Regions from separate parts of the Oryctolagus cuniculus genome. Here region 2 is linked to region 1. Evidence: chromatin contacts called from public Hi-C data. All regions are on one chromosome and are shown on one strand. The core of a region is the stretch at or near the end of the contact, and the rest is flanking DNA. Distances in the headings are between cores, read along the strand shown.

Evidence for each region. Hi-C and Micro-C count contacts between places; a contact is called where the count stands out from the background.
Region 2: a Hi-C map of an unstated tissue shows a contact between it and region 1, with 4 times the contacts expected there. The contact joins the promoter of EXT1 here to the enhancer-like site in region 1. A contact is called at or near these places in 3 of 6 Hi-C or Micro-C datasets (ear pinna, psoas muscle and an unstated tissue).

What each region holds. Positions count from the first base shown.
Region 1 is chr6:143,598,915-143,601,885 of mOryCun1.1, reverse strand. The region is part of intron 1 of EXT1 (exostosin glycosyltransferase 1); the gene reads left to right. Among named protein-coding and RNA genes, the nearest start is that of EXT1, 250 kb to the left of the region's middle. Within about 2 kb of position 1,420, at least 1 of the 8 cell types and tissues checked has an H3K27ac peak or open chromatin away from gene starts, as enhancers often do.
Region 2 is chr6:143,848,126-143,851,186 of mOryCun1.1, reverse strand. EXT1 (exostosin glycosyltransferase 1) reads left to right here and starts at 1,722. Exons shown (of 11, transcript XM_002710745.5): 1 at 1,722-2,683. The coding sequence starts at 1,722.

The DNA.
Region 1 (2,971 bases), core at 171-2,670:
AACTGGCAGCAGAAACCTTTGTGCAACATGTAAAACAACTTCATCTTCGGGAAAATTGGATCCAGGTAGGCAAGGCTGGCAGTGATTTATGCCGACTGCGCTTAGGGCACCTTCTACGCGTACATGAAATATCGCAGAGCCCTCCACGCGGCTTCGCTCCGTGGGCCTTCCTCCTCGGCATGCCTCTCTGAAAGGCCTGAAGGGCCTGCAGGAGCAAGGAGCCAAGATGTGGAGCCATCTGGAGTAGGCACAGGGACACATCTGTTTGAAGCGTCTCAGAGGCACCTGGGTCCTGATTTACTGGCTTCTGCGGAGCCCCCGTCCAGAACCCAGGCTCATGAGGAAGCTGGTGTCTGTGATTGATTTACCCACACCTAGGCTAGGTCTGTCTGGTCTCACACTCAGCGAAAAATTGTGGATTCTTATTGGAAGCACATCAAGTGTCTGCCACCAAAACCCCAAACTATACAAAAATGTAACCAGAAAACTTCAGCATAGCAGTGGAAGACGCAGTGGAAAATGGAGATTTAGGGGTGCTTCTGAGAATGAAGCAGTTGAGAGCACGAACTTAGGAGTTGGGGTGTGCTGGGGTTCCAGTCTGGGCTCTGCAATACCGGGGCTGTGTGACAGAGACAAGTTACTGAACCGCTCTGTGTGCCTGGTTGTCTCACCTGTATAAAGAGGAGGATAGTAATACCCTTCCCTTTTAGGGTGGAGTTGATGAAGTTTGTATTCACACGTCTGGTCTGGGGAATTGTAAATAGAGCCCACAACATTAAGCGCTAAGCCATTGTGGATTTATTTTGTTCCTGTAGGCATCAAAGCCGTGGACACCCGGTGCCGTGTCAGACAAATGCCTTTGGCCTGTTGCTCCCTTCCCTGCCCTTCCTCTGCAACCCCTCTACCACCCCACACTGACTGGCTCATCTCTTACTCCTTGAGTGTGGGCAGTGGTAAGGAGGGTCCCCTGCTGATTGGTTCTCTAGCACCCTCTCTTGGAGGAGGCTCAGTTTCACGGATGCTTCTTCAGAGACAGCTTGCCTGACCACCTCCCACCCATAACCACAGTGATGCCCCCTCACCGTGTTTTGTAACTGCTTCAGCGTCTGTGTCCATAACAGATGCTGTGGGCCGGGGATCACGCCTTGTTTCTGTGCGAGTTCCCAGTGCAGATCTCGTGTCTCATTCCAGCATGCAGTGGGCACTCAGCACCTGCTGGCCCAAAGTTAACAATCAGTCATGACTGATGAATTCCAAGTGGCGTGGGAATGTGTTTCTCTCTCCTGAGCTGGTCAACTTCATGGCTCCTAACCACACTATCTCCACCCCTTTTATTTACATCACAGTAGGAGTGAAAGAGAAGTCAGGGAAATGCTCAAATGCCTCTTTCAGAGATGAGTGCACCCTCGCCATCTGTTATCCTTTTAACTGGTAGGGGCTGTGGAGGAGGAAGGCAGGCCTAGTCTCTTTCTTACCGGGTTGCTTCAGTGGGGACACTTGCCATGTGGAAGTGCCCCATCTACCGGTTGAATTGGGTAACTACATCCTTCAAAAGTTTTCATTGTGTGTAGAGGGGGCAGAGGGTGAGTGCACATGCTCCCATCTACTGGTTCACTCCCTGAAAGCCTGCAGCATTTAGTGGGAGGGGAGTCAGGAGCCAAAAACACAATCTAGCTCTCTCATGGCAGAGAACCAACTGCTTGAGTCATCACCACCTCTTCCCAAGGTTTGCGTTAGTAGGAAGCTGGAAGGTGGAGCCACAGCACAGAGTTGAACCCAGGCACTCCAGTGTGGGATGTGCGTATCGTAACTGCTAGACCAAATATCTGTCCTGCACAGATAATGCTGGCTGTATAATGTCTCTTTAAAGACAGCTGAGACCGTGCTAGGGTTTGGATCATACTTTATTATCTTGCTGGCAACAAAGCCAACCTTGAAGCAGGCTTTGCATACACAGCACGTGTTCTGGCATGGCTAGTACTTAAATTTGTTGCACAGATTCTGTCCTTGGACTTCGCAAATGTGAAGCAACACAATTTCGCAGTAGTGTCCGGGGGATAAGCTTGATAGCGTAACATCTGCATTCACCTTTGCTGTCCCTATATGCTGTACATTGACCAATGTGCGGTATTTGCAGAATTCCTCTTTGTATCTCAGGGAGCCAGGAGCATCTCACCCACTTCTCAATCTTTGCTTAGGGACCGTGGGTTCTTCAGGTAAAATTTCAGGGAGCAGATAGAATCTTCTTGTTTTCCTTTCTCTCTCTCTCTCTCTCTCTCTCTCACACACACACACACACACACACACACCCCTCTAAAAATAGGTGTGTAAATTGCCTATAAGTTTAATAAGTAAGTTGGAGAGGACATAATTTGTCAGTTTACTTAAAGAAACATAATTATTTTTAAGTGACAGACTGGTCCCTTTGTAGATAAATGCTTTATGTCTTAGCTCCCATGCCTGCATCCCGGGTAACTTGTCAATTACCTGGTAGGCACACTTAGCACAGGGTGCTCAGCAGGGCCTGAGGGCTGAGTGGTAGCACTTGGGACATGGCACTGTTGTTTGGCTGCTGCCGTGGTGGGGGTATAGATGTCTATAGGAGCTGTGTCTCTGTGAGGACTCAGCAAAGAGAGAGGCCAGGCCATTTGGAAAATAGCTCAAAATGCCCTGTGTCGAGTTTGGAGAATGTTATAGCCCTCATCCAATAGCTCATGTTGTAGTGAAGTCATGAGTCCTTGTCTGAGAACAGAGCTGCTGCCGCAGGTCTTTGTCCAGCTAAGGTGAGTTCTTTGTGGCCTCCAGCTACTTCACCTTGACCAGAGGCCACTAGCTCAGATGGGCCCAGACACCAGGTGAATGACCTAAGTGAGGCAATCTGCCCGCTCTGGTTTGCCATCAGGGAGCGCAGATCCAGTGTTGCCGGATCTCCCTGTTTTTCTTAAGAATCCTGGCATCTGGGTTTTGACCA
Region 2 (3,061 bases), core at 473-2,972, 250 kb before region 1:
GGCAGTTCTACTGGTCACCCATCCTTAAGAGACATCTTTTTAAAACTACCATCACACCCATCACAAAGAGAGAAACAGCATCGCTCTTAGGGTAGGACAAGCTGAAGTTAACCAGTTTCCTCAGCTATCAGAAAATGTCTGTGGGCATTGTGACTGAATCTCTCAGCAGCTTTCCTGGGCTGCAGACGGGGGGGGGGGGTGCTAGGAGTGGGGGGAGGACAGGTGTTCCCCACAGAGGCACGCAGGCAGCAGTGTGATCATTCTTTATTCCTGGGGACTGCGGTGTCGCCTTAGGAAAGAAGAAAAAAGAGAGATGGGCTACGTAGAGGAACAGGGATGCGGATTCCACGCTTTGTAAGAAATACTCAGATACTGGGCCTCGGCGGCTCGCAGGTGGGTTGGCTGTCTCCGAAGTCTTCCCCTCCTTCCCCGCCCCTCGGGCGCTCTCCCACTGCCCCATTTCCAAGGAACCTGCACCTTCTCCGCCTCCCCGCTCTGGGAGGCGTTCCAGGAGGCGCCGGGAGCGCCCGGGGCAGCCGAGCCGAGCGAGGCGAGCCGCGCGGGCCCCGGCCGGTCCCGCCTTCGCCGCGTCTCCGCGGGCACCTCCGGGCGGCGCCACTTCCCGGCTGGGCACCGCCGGGTCTCGGGGCCTGCGCGCGCCGAGGCGCCGCGGGGCGCTCGCCCGGGGCCGCCCCGCGCTCGGGACGCCCGGCTCTCCCCGCGAGGGGCACCCGCGCGGCCCCACGGTCGCCGGCGCCGCGGCCGCGGCCGGGGGGTTATGAATGGGCGCAGCGGAAGCACCGCCCCCCCCGGACGTGACGCTCGGCCAATGGCAGCGCGGTCTGCGTGGATGGATGAGGTCAGCGCTGTCGTGTCGGGAATGGAATGTGTAAGTGTAACATTCAGAACCGGGTAACACTCGGCGACCGAACGCGGCGGTCGGCGGCGATCGCGCGGGGGCCTGCGAAGCGCCGCTCGGGGCCGGCTCTGCCCGCGGGGAGGACGCGCCGCCGCCGTCGCCGCCGCCCAGCGCCGCCCGCAGCCGCCGCCCGCCCGCCCGCCGGGCCGCCGCGAGTGCCGGGGCCGGCCCCGCGAGCGCAGAGTAAACACCGGCGGAGTCGCTGCAGGAGGGAAGACAGAGAGATGCAGGGATTTGTGAGGTTACGGCGCCCCAGCTGCAGGATGCACTAGCCGGCCCGGGAGCCCCGGAGCGGCCGCCTTGTGGGGAGCGGAGCGCTGTGCACACGGGAGTGTGGATGAGTTGAAGTTGCTTTCCCGGGGGCTCGCCTTCCACGCCGCGGAGAGCGATCGGAGGGAGAGGCGAGGCGACCACTTCGGCTTGCCGCGGATCGGGCGCCGGGAGCGTTTGCTTTTTTTTTTTTTTTTTTTCGCCCCTCGCTTTTCTTTTTTCCTCCGTCTTGTTGCATGCACGAGAATTGCAGTCCGCTGCTCGCCCGCCCTGGGTGCGAGGTATTCCGCCCCGCCGTCTCCCGTGCATTGTGCGACCCGAAGATGAAAGACCGAAGGGGAGAAAGTTAAGGAAATCGCCCACATGCGCTGGATCAGTCCACGGCTTGGGGAAAGGCATCCAGAGAAGGTGGGAGCGGAGAGTTTGAAGTCTTTACAGGCGGGAAGATGGCGGACTGGAGCTGAAAGTGTTGATTGGGAAACTTGGGTGATTCTTGTGTTTATTTACAATCCTCGTGACCCAGGCAGGACACATGCAGGCCAAAAAACGCTATTTCATCCTGCTCTCAGCTGGCTCTTGTCTCGCCCTTTTGTTTTATTTCGGAGGCTTGCAGTTTAGGGCATCGAGGAGCCACAGCCGGAGAGAGGAGCGCAGCGGTCGGAATGGCTTGCACCAGCCCGGTCCGGATCATTTCTGGCCCCGCTTTCCGGACGCGCTGCGCCCCTTCGTTCCCTGGGAGCAGTTGGAGAACGAGGATTCCAGCGTGCACCTCTCCCCCCGGCAGAAGCGAGACGCCAACTCGAGCATCTACAGAGGCAAGAAGTGCCGCATGGAGTCCTGCTTCGATTTCACCCTTTGCAAGAAAAACGGCTTCAAAGTGTACGTCTACCCGCAGCAGAAGGGGGAGAAAATCGCCGAAAGTTACCAAAACATCCTAGCGGCCATCGAGGGCTCCAGGTTCTACACCTCGGATCCCAGCCAGGCGTGCCTCTTTGTCCTGAGTCTGGATACTTTAGACAGAGACCAGTTGTCACCTCAGTATGTGCACAACCTGAGATCCAAAGTGCAGAGTCTCCACTTGTGGAACAATGGTAGGAATCACTTAATTTTTAATTTATATTCCGGCACTTGGCCCGACTACACCGAGGACGTGGGGTTTGACATCGGCCAGGCGATGCTGGCCAAGGCCAGCATCAGCACCGAAAACTTCCGACCCAACTTTGATGTCTCCATTCCCCTGTTTTCCAAGGATCACCCCAGGACAGGAGGGGAGAGGGGGTTTTTGAAGTTTAACACCATCCCTCCTCTCCGGAAGTACATGCTGGTCTTCAAGGGGAAGAGATACCTGACAGGGATAGGTTCAGACACCAGGAATGCCTTATATCACGTCCACAACGGGGAGGACGTCCTGCTCCTCACCACCTGCAAGCATGGCAAAGACTGGCAAAAGCACAAGGATTCTCGCTGTGACAGAGACAACACCGAGTATGAGAAGTAAGTGGCCCTGCCCAGGCTGGGCCAGGTGTGAGGTTGGGGGTGGGAGTGAGGACCCAGAGCCCCTCATGGGTTCTGTGCCTTCCCGCTCGGAGCCCGGGACCAAGCAGCCTGGTTCAGGTGTGGGTAGCTCGGAGATGAGCGCCGGGAGTTTGAGCTCCTGGGGCACGCTGCACAGCCTGGTTCCGGTGCCCAGGAGCTGACAGTTTTCCCCTCTTGTCTAGGAGGCCTGCGAGGCAGGGTCCTGTCTCCTGTGCCGGGTGGGGGTTTGCCCCAAGTTTGGAAACCATGCTTCCCCTGTGGCCCTGGGACGTGGGGTCTGGGGCGATGTCCAGATCCCAGCGAAGGCATGTGTCTACCCCCTGACCAAGACCCTCC